Linked DNA regions of Sus scrofa: region 2 is linked to region 1. A link is a contact called in public HiChIP or PLAC-seq data. All regions are on one chromosome and are shown on one strand. Each heading gives the region's core, a stretch centred on a gene start, on an enhancer-like site or on the middle of the called end of the contact. The rest is flanking DNA. Distances are from core to core; before and after follow the strand shown. Region 1 holds the start of LOC110260660 (cytochrome c oxidase assembly protein COX14). Region 2 holds the start of CERS5 (ceramide synthase 5).

Region 1 (7,360 bases), core at 1,225-3,724:
AACAGGATCTCTGGGACTCCACACGGAGGAGCCTCTTCTCAGCTTCTCACCGGAGGACAGGAGGCTGGGGCCCAGCTACCTGCCTGGAGATCCTGAAGCACCAAGCAGCCCGCAGCCTCTTGCCGCCACATCTCACCAGAAATGGAGTTGCCTGGTCCCTCTCTGGCTGTGGGGAGGGGCAGACTCAAGCCCAGCTCTGGCTGCTTTGAGTATGTGGGGGGAGCGGGGCGGGGGAAGCAGGGAGGCAAGGCAACGGCCGTCCACTGCTGCCTCACACAGACCAGGAGTCCTGTCCCCAAGCCCAGTTACTGGCTAAAGAAGTACCTCAGCTGCAAGAGGGATGAGGCAAAGGCTGCCAGGGAGGGGTCCGGGCTTTTGAGCTGACTCAAGCCCCAGGGACCCCTTTGCTCTGACCTCTGCCAGGCCCCACATGGCATCAATGAATCTCAGTGTTTGTTAACAAAATACAAAGATCTCAAACAACCCGCTTCTAGCTTCTCCTAGCAACATCTGCGTCCTCAGAAACCTCTGGTCATCCTCTTCCCCCCTCCCCCCAGCTGCCCTGGCACCAGAGTTGCTGCCATGCTGGCATCTCTGGCTGTGGGGCATGTCGCCCTCCCCCAGGGACTTCCCGGGACCTAGTTCTTTGCCAGCCCCTCCCACCATGGCTGACCTTTCCAAGGCTCTCTCGCCTCCTCGCCAGCACCCTCTTTGGAGGGCAGGAACTTAATCTGCTGACAGAGCTACACCATTTCATAGCCGGCTCAGATCACTCTGCTCCGTGACCTTTGTACCTACGCTGCCTCCCTTCTCAGGAGCTCCAGTCGGGGGAGGCGTCGGTTGGGTCCCTCCTGCTGCTATCTCCCCAGGACATCTCGGACCCACCTCTTACCCCCTCCCAAACTCTACCTAATTCTCAGCTGCCCCCAGAGCACCAGGGCAGCTAGCCAGCTCTAGTATCAGGAGACCAAGGGACCGGAGTGCGTAATGGAGGGTGATCAGGTCCCCATGTGGGTGTCCTAATTCCAAAGCCAACTCTCCTTTGTCACCTGAAGGCCTTCTTTTGAGGTATTGACAACTTCACCACCTCAGGAGCTGGGAAACTCATGGAGGAGGAAAAAATTCAAACCATTCTACCTCCTGGGGTGAGGGGGGAAAAAATGGGAAGGGGAGGAGGGAGTGGGGTGTGCTTGGCACTGACCTTGCTCCAGGATGGAATGGCAGCAGGGGAATGTCACAGGTCAGCAGCCTGGGCCCCTGGCTATGAATAGCGACCAAAGGCGCCTGGCCATCCAGCAAAGGGTCTCAGCTGCCTGGGTGGCGGCACCTGGCACACTGTGACTGGCCAGCATTATGTTAACCCTTCCTAAGTCCCCGAGAAACCGGGCAGGGAGGCTCCTCTCAGCCCCTAGCCCTTGAGAAGTCAGTCTTAGCAGTGAAGGGCAGAGCTGCCTGGGGGGGCACAGTCACTCCAGAGGTGGCTGGGATCTAGAGCTGCCTCCCCAGGAAGTCAAAGTCAAGACGGAAAGACAGCTCCCTTCCCTAGGCTGCAGCTGCGACCCTCTTAGATAGTCAAAAACCTCTGCCTACTTTTGCTTGCTTACTCCTCAGTTAACAGAATCTCAGGCCTTCGCATCAGGCCCACTTGTCTACCCAATAAAGTGTTTTTTCCAGAAACAAGTTGGAGAAGGGCGCTTGAGTGCATGCGTGCAGCGTCAGTGCAGATCACTGCATGTATGTTTTCACTCATAGGGTAAGAAAAATGAAAATGGAAAGAAAGCCATCTTCCATCTCCCCAGCCACTCCCGGCCCCTAGCAGGGGTCCCCCCATTCCCCTAAACGGCACTCCCTCCCATCCTCTTCCTGGCACTTCTCTGGGGCTTATCAAGCCGCCTGCAAGCGAGGAGGTCACAAACGGGTGAAACGTTATGGAGATTCGACCCTCGTGCCCACTTCGTGGCCATGGCCAAAGCTGCCGTAAAGCTTGCGGTTCGGGTCGGACTCCTACCTGGGCTCTGCTGAAGCCTGGCCGCGGAGAAAAGAGCAACTCCAGGCTCCAGGGGGCGCGCAGCCCTCCAGGGGGCTGGCACCGAGAGAACCTACCTAGCTACCGGAGACGTCACCGCGCCGTAGGCTGGGGATTGGCTGGCTGGCTCTCTCTGAGACGGAGTTTTAGATCGTCTTTTCTGTCATGACTAAGTAGTATTCTAAAAGTTCCAGTTCCAGAGCTTGGATCTCCAAAGACCCTTTCTCAGTGGAGAATGACTACAACCCCCAGAAATCAACTGGCCTGAGAGGAAGGCTCGTCTGAGGATGCGTAGTAAGGACGGCTGACCCGGAAACCGGAAGTTCAGAGGAGGCAGCCAGCCGGAGTTGCGGCCTGCGCGGGCTACCGCCTCGGTAGGCGGAGTTATGCTGAGTCTGAAGCTTAGAGGGTAAGCGGGTCGCGTGGGAGGGAGAAAGGCGGCGCTCTGCACCAATAGCACCTCAGCGTTCAGAGTGGTTTCTGGGCCGTTACCCTCGCTCGTCTGGTCGTGGGCGCAGCTTCCGGCTGCGTTGGGAGGTCGTGCGGCTGGAGGACTCGAACCCAGAGGGAGCGGCAGCATTCAGGTACGCCGTCCGCCAGGCCCTAGTGGGGGCTTCCTATCTGCCTGGGCGCGCCTGCTCGGGCCGGCCTTTGCTTACCGCATCCTCACGCCCAGTCTTCGGGCTTCCGTACTCTGCGCGGCGGACCGCGCCGCTGGCAGCCCGGCAAGCTCCTTGGGGCCGTAGGTTCCTGTCAGACCCTGACTCCCACCGTGCGTCTTGGCCCTCTGCGCTCCGACTCCGACTCCAGTAGCTCTGACCCCTTCTCGTCTCGCAGAGCGCTGCGCCCTGAAATGCAGCTTTTCCAGGCACTCTTCGTGCGTATTGATAATCTGGCTCCACTCCTTTGCGGCTTTCTATGCCTGGGATGCTCTCCCTGTCCCTCCTCTACTGGTGTAAATCTTGCCCCTCCCCAAATGACAGCTGCCCCCACCCCCCACCTTTCTGCTAACTTATCTTGAGCCCACACCTTGTCTCTGAACTCTCAACGTGCCTCTTTTCTGGTCGCCGCCGTCTTGTACTTTGTCTAACAGGGTTTGAGATGCAGAGTTTATCCCCATCAGATCATAATCTACTTTGAGACAGAAGCCGCGTTCTCTGCGGCTTTCATAGCACGAATAAAAGGTAGACAGCTAAGTGAGTAAATCTAAGCGGAGGTGGCTGGACCCATTTGAGGAAATGAGTTTTCCGGAGGAGAAGCTTGAACCTTGAGGGCACAACATGTTTAGGCGGCAGGAAAGGAGAGAAAAGCCATATAACCTTTGCACGTTGTATTTCCACAGTGGCTCTCATTTTCTTTTCCCTGTTTTTCTGAGACCTTCCCTTTAACCCCATAAGAGACCCAGCCTTGAGCTTTATTAGGGAAACGGATGTCCTTCAGGTGAGAATGTTCTCCAGCTGACCTCAAGTTTTCTTCATTTCCAAAGGTAATCCTTGTATCTCCTTATCAGTAAGCAAGACAACTAGGATTTACTTGACTTTATTACCTTCTCAAGCTGCTGCCCTATCATTCGCATTCCCTTAACCAGGAAATCACAAGAATACTGACTCAAATCTTTGGGTGTTCCTGTCGTGGCACAGTGGAAACAAATCCGACTAGGAACCTTGAGGTTGCAGGTTCGATCCCTGGCCTTGCTCAGTGGGTTAAGGATCTGGCTTTGCCAAGAACTGTGGTGTAGGTCGCAGATGCAGTTGCAGCTGGGATCCCTCGTTGCTGTGGCTGTGGCACAGGCCGGCAGCTACAGCTCCAACTCACCCCTTAGGCTGGGAACCTCCATATGCCACAGGTGTGGCCCTGAAAGGAAAAAGAAGAAAAAAAATAGAAGTTCAAGGACAGCCATGCTTCCCACAGGGGCTTCATGGCTCATTGCTATTAAAAGAAAAAAAAGGAAATCTTTGGGGTGAGAGAAGGGGTTTTGATCCTTCGAATAATCTGTTTCTCTCTGTCCTAGAAAATTGCGTAGACACATAAACCTTGGGGAATGGGGTTCGTGGGCCTGCTGGGGCCCTGGCTAAGAATCTATTCTTTCTACTTAATACCTGTTCCAGTTTGGTGCATTAAATTGACTTCTGGCCTAGGTTTACCTGTGACCTAGTCACCTATTTCTATCCAGTGATTCTATCAGATTAATTTTTATGGCCACTTAACTCTGCAGTAGTATTTCTTAGTTTTCATTCTGGTCCAGTAAGTACACCCAAAAGATACAGCAGTGATTTTCAACCGCTGTTGTAGTTAAATGAAAAAGCACCCCAGATGTTTCTGGAATTTCCTACCTGTATTCCTAATTTTTTTTTTTTTTGTAAGCTTTTTAGGGCTGCACCTGTAGCATATGGAAGTTCCCAGGCTAAGGGTCGAATCTGGAGCTACAGCTGCTGGCCTACGCCACAGCCACAGCCACTCGAGATCCTTAACCCACTGAAGGAGGTCAGGGACGGAACCTGCAACCTTATGGTTGGTTCCTAGTCAGATTCGTTTCTGCTGCGCCAGGACAGGAACTCCCTCCCTAATTGTTTTCCTTTTTCAAACTGGCGTTCCCTTGGCTTCTCTGGTTTTATCCTCTGTTTTGATGTCACTTGTTATTTCCATCTGCATCTGTGGCCTAGCCTTGCTCCCAAGAGCTGTTCCACATTTGCATATCCATCTGCCTGATGAACATCATCACATGAATATTGTATTGAGCACCTTTTTTGGCCACCCCATGCCATATGGAACTCTGGGCCAAGGATGAGATCAGATCAGATCCGAACTACAGTTACTGCCCACGCTGCAGCTGTGGCAGTGCTGGATTCTATAACTCACTGTGCCTGGGTGGGGATCAAACCTGTGTCCTGGTGCTGCAGAGATGCTGCCAATCCCCTTGCACCACAGCAGGAACTCCTTTATTGAGCATCTTAATTTTTTTTCTTTTTTGGCCACCCTGCGGCATATGGAATTCCCAGGCCAGGGATCAGATCTGAGCGGCAGTCGCCACCTAAGCCACAGGTGCGGCAACACCGAATCCCAGTGTGCTGGGCCGGGGATCGCACCTGTGTCTCAGTGCTCCCAAGACTGAGGATCCTGTTGCTCGTCAGTGGGAACTCCTTGAGCATCTGGATTTTAACATGTCTAGTTCATGATCTTCTTGACTGACACCGCCACTGTCATCCGCAGACATAGCAACACACGTGTTTCTTCTTTATTTCTATTAACAGTCTCACTCCTTCAAGTTTCCTAATTTGTTAGCTTAGAGATATTTTTCAGCTTTGCCCTAATCTGTTCGTTTAATTATCCTTGTTCTGCTTCCAGAATAATTTCTGCATCTGTCTTCTCCTTTTCTACTGCCCTGCCTTAGCTTGAGGTCTGTGAAGAGTTTTTGTTAATTTGAGAATAGGAAAATAGGATAAATCTCACGTTAGCTTAGACAAGAGGGAGTTCCCATTATGGTGCAGGGGAAATGAGTCTGAATAGTATTCATGAGGATGTGGGTTCAATCCCTGGCCTCACTCAGTGGGTTAAGGATCTAGCATTGCCATGAGCTGTGGTATATAGGCTGGCAGCTGTAGCTCCAATTCGACCCCTAGCCTGGGAGCTTCTGTATGCCACTGATGTGGCCCTAAAAAAGCAAAATAAATAAATAAAATTTAAACAAAAGGAGGAAGGTTCTAGAAAAATTGCGTCTGTCAGATCTTCTGTCACTCCTAGGCGAGATGTACCACCCTATTTCCAGCCCTGAGAAAAGGTGGACCTGTAACTGGTTAGCATCTGCCCAGTGTCATGTGGGCCAGGAGGAGAAAGAATAAGTGGGAGCGCGGTTGAAGGCTGCAGGGTCTCTGCTGGCAGCCCATTAATTACCTTAGTGTCCTGCTCTGATTGTATGGTGTTTTTTTACTGTCTCCTATCATTCTTTCAGATCTCAGATAACCCGAATAGAACCCTGACTTGTCTTCACCCTGTGCCATTTGGTTTCCTTCCTCTGACCTTATTTATTGTCACTTTTCACAGTCCTTTGGAATTATGATTCAAGGAAGGTGTGCCTCAGCTCAGTGTGGGATCTGCCCTTAAGGACTGGCTCAAAGGCAGTGTTCAGCCCTTGGGACTATTTTTTTTTGTCTTTTGTCTTTTTAGGGCTGCACCCAAAGCACACGGAGGTTCCCAGGCTGGGGGGTCTATCGAGCTACAGCTGCCGGCCTACACCAGAGCCGTAGCAACACTTAATGTCTCACACTACTCCTGACCCCACCCCTCAACCAGCTAATCCCAAGCTTTTCTTCTTTCAAACTCTTGACTTTTAAGGAACGTATTCTCATTAACTTCAGTCAGTCTTTCAATTTTTAATTCCCTCAATAGAGGGGAGCCTAAGAATACAATCATAGTTCCAAATTCAGGAACATTTTGTTTAAAATGAGAGATTCCCATTCTAAACTTTTTCTTTCTCTTGTTCTCTATCTCATAACAGTTAAATTAGAAGTAATTTATCTGGAGTTCCCGTCGTGGCGCAGTGGTTAACGAATCCAACTAGGAACCGTGAGGTTGCGGGTTCGGTCCCTGCCCTTGCTCAGTGGGTTGATGATCTGGCGTTGCTGTGAGCTGTGGTGTAGGTTGCAGACGCGGCTCGGATCCCTCGTTGCTGTGGCTCTGGCGTAGGCCAGTGGCTACAGTGCTGATTGGACCCCTAGCCTGGGAACCTCCATATGCCGCGAGAGCGGCCCAAAGAAATAGCAAAAAGACAAAAAAAAAAAAAAAAAAGAAGTAATTTATCTCCAAGGGGGAGGGAGGGAAGAGTGGGAGGGACTGAGAATTTGGGGTTAGTAGATGCAAACTATTACATTTAGAATGGATGAGCAGGAGTTCCCTTCGTGGCACGGTGGTTAATGAATCCGACTAGGAACCATGGGTTAAGGATCCTAGCCTGGGAACGCCATGTGCTACGGGAGCGGCCCTAGAAAAGGCAAAAAGACAAAAACAAAAAAACCCCTCACTGGATCTTTAACCCACTGAGCAAGGCCAGGGATCGAACCCACAACCTCATGGTTCCTAGTTGGATTCATTAACCACTGTGCCACTACGGGAACTCCTGACTTGCCCTTTGGAATGTTGGAGTTCCCAAACAGTATCTTCCATATATGTAGGGGCCATTCAGAACGGAGTGCAGGCAGACTCAGCAGGATGCAGAAGTTATGGAACGGCCTTAAACAGGGACGTGGGCTGGCAATGAAGCCTTATCCTCTGGTCTAAGTCCAGTCTGTCTTTGTAGGGGACATCATGCCAACTGCCAAGCAACTGGCTGACATTGGC
Region 2 (7,360 bases), core at 2,079-4,578, 54 kb after region 1:
CTGAAGCTCATTGTGGCTGATGAGAAGGAAGAGAAAGAATAAATTGTAAACTCTACTCTTTAGGACATTCTTAACACAGAGATAATTTATCAAAGGGCATAATATAAGACATTAAAACATATGGAGCAATTTGAACCAAAAAATGCCAAGTTCAAATCAAACACATTATATTAAATAACCAAGAATAAGATGAACATGGATTTGTTCTCCAAATCCTCAAACACTAGAACAGTATGTTAAATCTTAACTCTTGAAGGGGGTTTAAAGTATCGGAAAAGATGGCCACAGCAGAGAATGGAAAGAGAATGCAGCTGGGAAAACAATATGGCCCTTGGTTCTAACTCCTCCCTCCGGTGAGTACACAACCTCTGAAAAGCTGCAAAATGTTTCTAAGCCTGTTTATATAAAAGGAGGCTGGAGTTCTAGTTCTTACAGCCTATGATTACTATATGAATCACTTTTAGAAACTAAGTAGGTAGTACTTGAGAAACGAAAAAATGTAGGAAAGAGAATAACTGAATCATATTTCTTTTTTTCTTTTTTCATGCTTTTTTTAAGGGCCGCACCTGCGGCACATGGAGGTTCTCAGGCTTGGGGTCAAATCGGAGCTGCAGCTGCTGGTCTACACCACAGCCACAGCAACGCAGGATCCGAGCCATGTCTGTGACTTACACCACAGCTCACCTCATGGCAATGCTGGATCCTTAACCCACAGGGCGAGGCCAGGGATCAAACCTGCATCCTCATGGAGGCTAGTCAGGTTCATTAACCACTGAACCATGATGGGAACTCCATGAACCAATATTTCTGATACATCTTTACTCTATGGAAGACCAGCATAGTTAAGAGAAGACTTGGTAATCCAGCTGTCAATTCTACTGCTAACTAAAGTGGTAGGTCTTAAAGAGAAACAAAATAGGAAGAGGGCTTTTAAGGTTAAACTTTTCTAGGATCCAACATGAGGTGAACCTCATGAGGTACCTGTCCTTTCTAGCCAAGGAATACCATACTAGAATGCTTTCTGATCAGTATTCCCATCCACACCTCCCCTGACACCAGAGCACCATAGAAACATTCAGATAGAGTCCCCAAGGTTAAAAGGATCCTTTCCAGTGGCTCTGTGGCTCTGTCAGGGTTACCTGGGGATCTCTTCGCAAATTTGAAGACACATGCAAGTTTACATAAAGTATTTATAAGCAACAAGCTGTTTCCTCTTACCACTAACTTGGGGAAATTTCCAAAACATATATTCACATGAAAGAAAAGAATCTTTTCCTAGGACAATGAACTTTTTCCCCCTCTCTCCCGAATTGTGTATTTTCCTATTCAATCATTACATTGCCTTTCTGTTTTTTTCAGCTCTCACAGATAGAGACTGCCCAGATCTAGGTTCCTCCTAAGACTGACAAGTGGTTTGTGCCTCCACCCCAGGAATACTTAATACAATGACTATACTTAAAAATACTGCAACACTAAGTTCCTGGGGACCCAGAAAAGGCATTTAGATCTTTGGGTTGCATTTGCTTCAGTTAAAAGCATCTTTAGTTTTACACCTGAATGTCTGGCAAACCACTTTGATGACAATGCACAATCACTGTGAATAAATGGATGAATGGTGGGCAACACATAACACATATTTTTTGAAAGATTTGTGCCAGAAATAGGAGGCGAATAAAAGAAGTAATTCAAACAGATAATATTAATTTTTCAGACAGCAGCAGGTTATTACTTGTCTTTTGAGGGCCGCACCCCCGGCATATGGAGGTTCCCAGGCTAGGGGTCCAATCCGAGCTGTATTCCCTGGCCTACGCCACAGCAATGTGGGATCTGGGCCGCGTCTGTGACCTACACCACAGCTCACGGCAACGCCAGATCCTTAACCCACTGAGCAAGGCCAGGCATCAAACCCATGTCCTCACGGATGCTAGTCTGGTTGTTAACCGCTAAGCCACGCATGACGGGAACTCCAGTAACAGGTTATTATCTATCTATGGCAATACATTCCCATCCTCAAAAGGGGACTCTCTGATAAAAGCCAAATGAACAAAAGATGTCCAAGTGCCATCCTCATTATCCTCATTATCTGAGACCTATCCGGAAAGAAGTCACTCTTCCTGTAACATGGAGCAGACCAAAATCATCCTATCAGTGAATACCTTTATTTTAGACAGCAGACACGAGCCACTCAATCAAAGACAAGTGAAAACACTTTTGCCAAGAACACATTGTCCCTTAGAAACTTGCTCAATACAGTTGTCTTCTTATAGGCCCTAAGGCTCTCCATCCTTTGAAGATGACCACTCCTCCTTCCATTTCAGGCCTCCAAGGCCTGTTCTGCAACTAACCCTATCCCTACAGGGTTCTAGTCTCTTACAGGATCCAGCTGAATTTTATTGAGAAGCACACACACACGCGGCCATGAACTGATGAATCAAGGCTTAAGGCCTAACTAATCTTGTACCCCTCAACTCTCAGTGTCCTCACAAATCTTAGCTTCCCACGAACGTGCTCCTTCGACTTGGAACGTCTGGCTCCTTGCGCTGACCCTGCAGCTTCCCTGGCCCCAACTAGTTCTGGTTCTCTTGGCCCTTTCTTGTTTCTTGCTTCGGGCCCTCGGCCACAGCTCACACTCAATCTGCTTCCTGGTCTGCAGAATCCTTGGCGGTTGGGGAGAGGCCTATGAACCCCCCCCCCGCCCCAAGTGACCTCCGGGCTGCAAAACTGAATGGGCCCAGCGTCCCCCTCGACTCTGACACTTTCAATGTCCACGCCCCGAACTCCCTGCCTTTACCTAGGCTGCACGACTACCTCGGCCACCCTCCGAGCATCCCGCGCGGCGGCCCAGGCTCTCCCAGCCCCCTGCTTCCGGGCTTTCCCAGCAGTTCTGCTTCCGGTCCTTGGCCTCCGTCTCTCCCCCGGGCAGGCTTTCCCAGCCCGCGCCCCAGGCCCTTCGCGCCGTTCGCCCGCGGTCTCTCACCGCTCGAAGAGCAGCCTCACGGAGAACACGCCCGCCGCCAGTGGGAACACGGAGAGAATGTGCCGGGCCCGCGGGTAGCCGTAGCCGTTGCCCGGCCCCTCTAGGTCGGCCCAGCTCACGTTCTGGGGCAGCCAGAAGCGCTCACTCCAAAGCCAGCCCCACAGCAGGCCCAGGGCTCCCGCCGCTGCTGTCGCCATCTTACGCCCACCCCGCGGCCACTGCCGCCACAGGCTCAGCTGCCGCCCCAGCCAACGGAACCCGCGAGGAGGCGGCCCCGGGGCGGGGCCGGGCCGGCGGCCACCCCCTTCCGGCCCCTTCTAGGACCCGCACTCCAGCCCGACTCCTTCGCGGGGCCGGGCCTCTGTCCCGCCCACCCTGCCTCCCCGCCCACCTCCCTCCCCGTAGCCTCCCCAGCCGCCTCTCCTTGGGACCCCGCCCTCCGACTCGGCCACGCCCTCCCCGCCCCGCCTTCACCCAGCCCTGGCCACGCCTCCACAGTGATCCCGTCCTTTTTTGCTACAGGTTGCGGTAAAGCTTCTCCTCGCTCACTCTTCTGTCTAGCCACAGCTACACCCGGTATTTCAGGCATAGCTCCCTTATGGGGATGTTCTTCTTTTTCAGTCCAGCCAGCTCAAAGCTGTTCCGGTTCGCTGGAAGGCCATACGTGGTGTGTGGTGTGTGTGGTGTTGTGGTGTGTCTGTCTGTCTGTCTGTGTCTATCCGTCTTTCCCCCTCTTCCTTCCCAACCCCCTTCTCTCACTAGGGTTTATCGCCATCTCAGCTGGTACTGCCTACTAGCAGCGTTCTTTTTGCTCCCAACCTTTTTCTCCCCTCCTGCCCCTCATGACCTCAGCCCCCTTTCATTATCCCTTAAAGTGGACTTTAAAAAAATTCTTTTATTCTTCTCATGGAAAAAAAACAAAAAACAAAAAAGGAAATGAAAGCTATTCAAAGGAAAATATAAAAGAAAAAGTAGAAGACGGCCATTGTTTAATGAGGTTTATTATATGCCAGGTAGTGCACTAAATATTTTCCACATTTAACTTCCTCATTCTATGAAGTAGGTGTTGTTTTATTTACTGTTTTATGGATGAGTAAATTGAAGTCCAGAGAGCAGCTTGTCCAAGGTTATATACAAGTGGTAGAGCTGGGGCTTCTGAACAAAGTCTCTAGATTCCAGAACCCTGGGCCCTTATCCTATAAACCTCCTTAGTTTTAGATTTCCACACTGAACATTGAATTCTTTTGTGGCTCTACATAAACAGTAAAGGGGAGCCATAGACAAGAAACCTTTAAAACACTGAACTCTAAATTATTCCTCAGCTGCTGGAGAACAGTGAACCTTGGGTGCCCTCTGTTAAAACCTGGCTACAATTTTAATTACTACAGCTACCTAGAATGATCTGAAATAAGATCAAAGAACTAATCTTGTCCAAGGACAGATAGAGTATCTTTATACTAGCAGGCAGGCTTACAGCAGAAGATAGTTTCAAAGGGAAAAGAGGAAAAGAAAAAAAAGGAGCCATTTGAAGGAGTGGACTAGAAGTTTGCTTTTTAGTTCAGTGATTCTCAAAACTTCGTTTGCCACAGCTCAGACATTAGCTTGTCCCTTCTCTCACATGGTGAGTTTGCTAAGTTTTCTGGGCCCCAACCAAAGATTCAGGAGGTTCAGAGTAGGGTGCATGAATGTGCATTTCTCATTTCCTTTCTTTTTTTTTTTTTTTTTTTTTTTTAAATACAGCTGCATCTTTGGCATATGGAAGTTCCTGGGCTAGGGGTCAAATCAGAAATGCAGTTTGCAGTTGAGGCCTGTGCCACAGCCATAGCTACCCAGATCTGAGCCTTATCTGTGACCTATGCTGCTGCTGCTGCTGCTTGCAGTGACACCGGATCTTTACCCATTGAGCGAGGCCAGGGATTGAACCCACATCCTCAGACGATAGCATCGGTTTCTTAACCCACTGAGCCACAAAAGGAACTCCTCAATACCTATTTTTAAATAAATGCACTTCAGTTTCTTTGAACTATATATACATGTATATATATATGTATATTTTTTGTGTGTCTTTTCTAGGGCTGCTTCCTGCAGCATGTGGAGGTTCCCAGGCTAGGGGTCTAAACGGAGCTGTGGCCTCAGCCTACACCAGAGCCACAGCAATTCGGGATCCGAGCCACGTTGCAACCTACACCACAGCTCATGGCAATGCCAGATCCTTAACCCACTGAGCAAGGCCAGGGATCGAACCCGAAACCTCATGGTTCCTAGTCGGATTTATTACCACTGCGCCAGGATGACGGGAACTCCTTGAATGATAAATAGGAGTATTAACATTGCTGACTGAGGGCTCCCCAGAGCCAGCCTCCACCCACTTCCAAGTTCACTGGTTTCAGTTTCTGACCCTCCTCTCAGCAGCACTTTCACACCCCCACACTCTGTGTCAAGTGGCCACCAGCCTATTTCTGTTGAGAGGACGGTCATATCAGCTTGTGGATATGACTTTGACTGCAAAAGCCATCACACAGCTGATGTAATAGTCATTAAAGGTTCTACTGGTTGATATGTTGGGTCCTTAACCCACTGAGCCACAAGGGGAAGTCTGCATTTCTCAGTTCTAACAAGTTCACAGGTATACCACTGCTAATCTGAGAACTACTATCTGAAGCCATTTTTGCCCAAACCCAGAGATAGCTTAAAATCGTAACCACCTTATATTCAAGATACTTTTTTTTTTTTTTTTTTTTTTTTTTTTTGGTCTTTTTGCCTTTTCTAGGGCCGCTCCCTCAGCATATAGAGGTTCACAGGCTAGAGGTCTAATCGGAGCTGCAGCCACCGGCCTACGCCAGAGCCAACTCGGGATCTGAGCCGTGTCTGCAACCTACACCACAGCTCACGGCAACGCCGGATCCTTAACTGAGTAAGGGCAGGGATCGAACCCGAAACCTTATGGTTCCTAGTCGGATTGGTTAACCACTGCGCCACGACGGGAACTCCAAGATACATTTTAAAAGAAGTACTCTCCCTGATCTCATAGGAATTCAAATCAGAGCCCCAAGGAACAAAGAATATGCTAACCTGGCACACGGAAACCAACACACAATGACCCTGTTCACTAGATCTATTCTCAGAAAATTACATTTGTATCAAATTCTCAGCCTCTTGGTTGTTAGAAAACATACCGATGGTGAAATACGTAAGGAAAGCAAATGTAGTACAGGTTTCACTTTGGCCAGGAGTGACCTGACCAGCAAACTGTCCCTGTAGTGGACATGAAGAGAGTTTCCTTAACCATCTCAGGTCCCAAGCTGGCCCCTTTTCCTGCTTCACCCACAGAATAACTCACATCATCCTTTTGTCAACATTGACACACCAAGTCCAACAAGTTGCCTTCATTCAGAGAGCTGAGAGCATACACGATAAGCACTTTTTGTTTGGGTGTAGGTTCTTTTGTTTTCTAAGAATGTTTAGTGTTATCTGGTCATTCTCTTAAGAAGAATGTCATTTTATTACATTGATTATGGAGCTAGTTCTTGTGTCTCTACTCTCCGTACCTATGTCTATTTTAGCTCTCAAAGGTCATAGAAGAGTTCTTCTAAGGGTAATCTCAGTCCCCTAGGACCTGGTATATGGTGACACACTCAATTGATACCCATAAATGCCAGCCACAGACACTCAGGCTTTTTGTGTAAAGTTAGTAGATGTTGTGAGTACCATGTGGATGGGTTAGCGCAGCAGGTAGTGAGTCACAGAGTAAAGGTAACTCAACTCAGGCCAGGACTGGATAGTTTATAAATGTCAGCAGGAACTTCTGGATTAACTGTTCAGTGGATAGGGCTTTCTAAGTGACTTCAGCCTGTGGTGGGGCCAAGAGCCGATCGTAGTACTCAGCCATCCACTTAGAAGACCAGAAAAACAATGGAACACAGAATGACCCTGAAAAATGTAATAGATGACTCAAAAAGCATTTCTATCTCCAAGGAAATCTAAATTCCCATTAAAAAAAAAAAAAACCTTAATAATTAGGGCAGTTGCCTCTGCAAGCAAGAAAATCAGATAACCAACAGTGCCTCTGCTCAGAGAAGAAAACAAGTTCATTTTCAGCAGAGGCATTCGGAAATTCCATTTAGCATTTAGGCATAATTGTAAGGTAAATTAAATGCAGAGTACAATTAACAGTAAAAAACCATGGAGTTCCGGTGTGGCTCAACTGAAGCTAATCTGACTAGCATCCATGAGGATGCAAGTTTGATCCCTGGCCTTGCTCAGTGGGTTAAGGATCCCGCATTGCTGTGGCTGTGGTGTAGGCTGGCAGCTGTAGCTCCAATTAGACCCCTAGCCTGGGGTCCACATGCCATGGGTGCGACCCTAAAAAGACAAATAAAATAA

The links. HiChIP or PLAC-seq counts read pairs in DNA pulled down with a chosen protein or histone mark.
Region 2: a contact with region 1 is called in an H3K27ac HiChIP or PLAC-seq map of skeletal muscle. The contact joins the promoter of CERS5 here to the promoter of LOC110260660 in region 1. A contact is called at or near these places in 2 of 5 promoter capture datasets (fetal liver and liver), 14 of 47 Hi-C or Micro-C datasets (alveolar macrophages, blood, embryonic fibroblasts and 7 more) and 2 of 2 datasets of contacts at active chromatin or transcription factors (alveolar macrophages and skeletal muscle).

The regions. Positions count from the first base shown.
Region 1 is chr5:16,013,945-16,021,304 of Sscrofa11.1, forward strand. LOC110260660 (cytochrome c oxidase assembly protein COX14) reads left to right here and starts at 2,475. Exons shown (of 2, transcript XM_021091641.1): 1 at 2,475-2,610; 2 at 7,320-7,360. The coding sequence starts at 7,328. GPD1 (glycerol-3-phosphate dehydrogenase 1) reads left to right here. Exons shown (of 8, transcript NM_001190240.1): 8 at 1-483.
Region 2 is chr5:16,066,775-16,074,134 of Sscrofa11.1, forward strand. It overlaps CERS5 (ceramide synthase 5), which reads right to left and starts at 3,329. Exons shown (of 11, transcript XM_021091643.1): 1 at 2,978-3,329. The coding sequence starts at 3,174.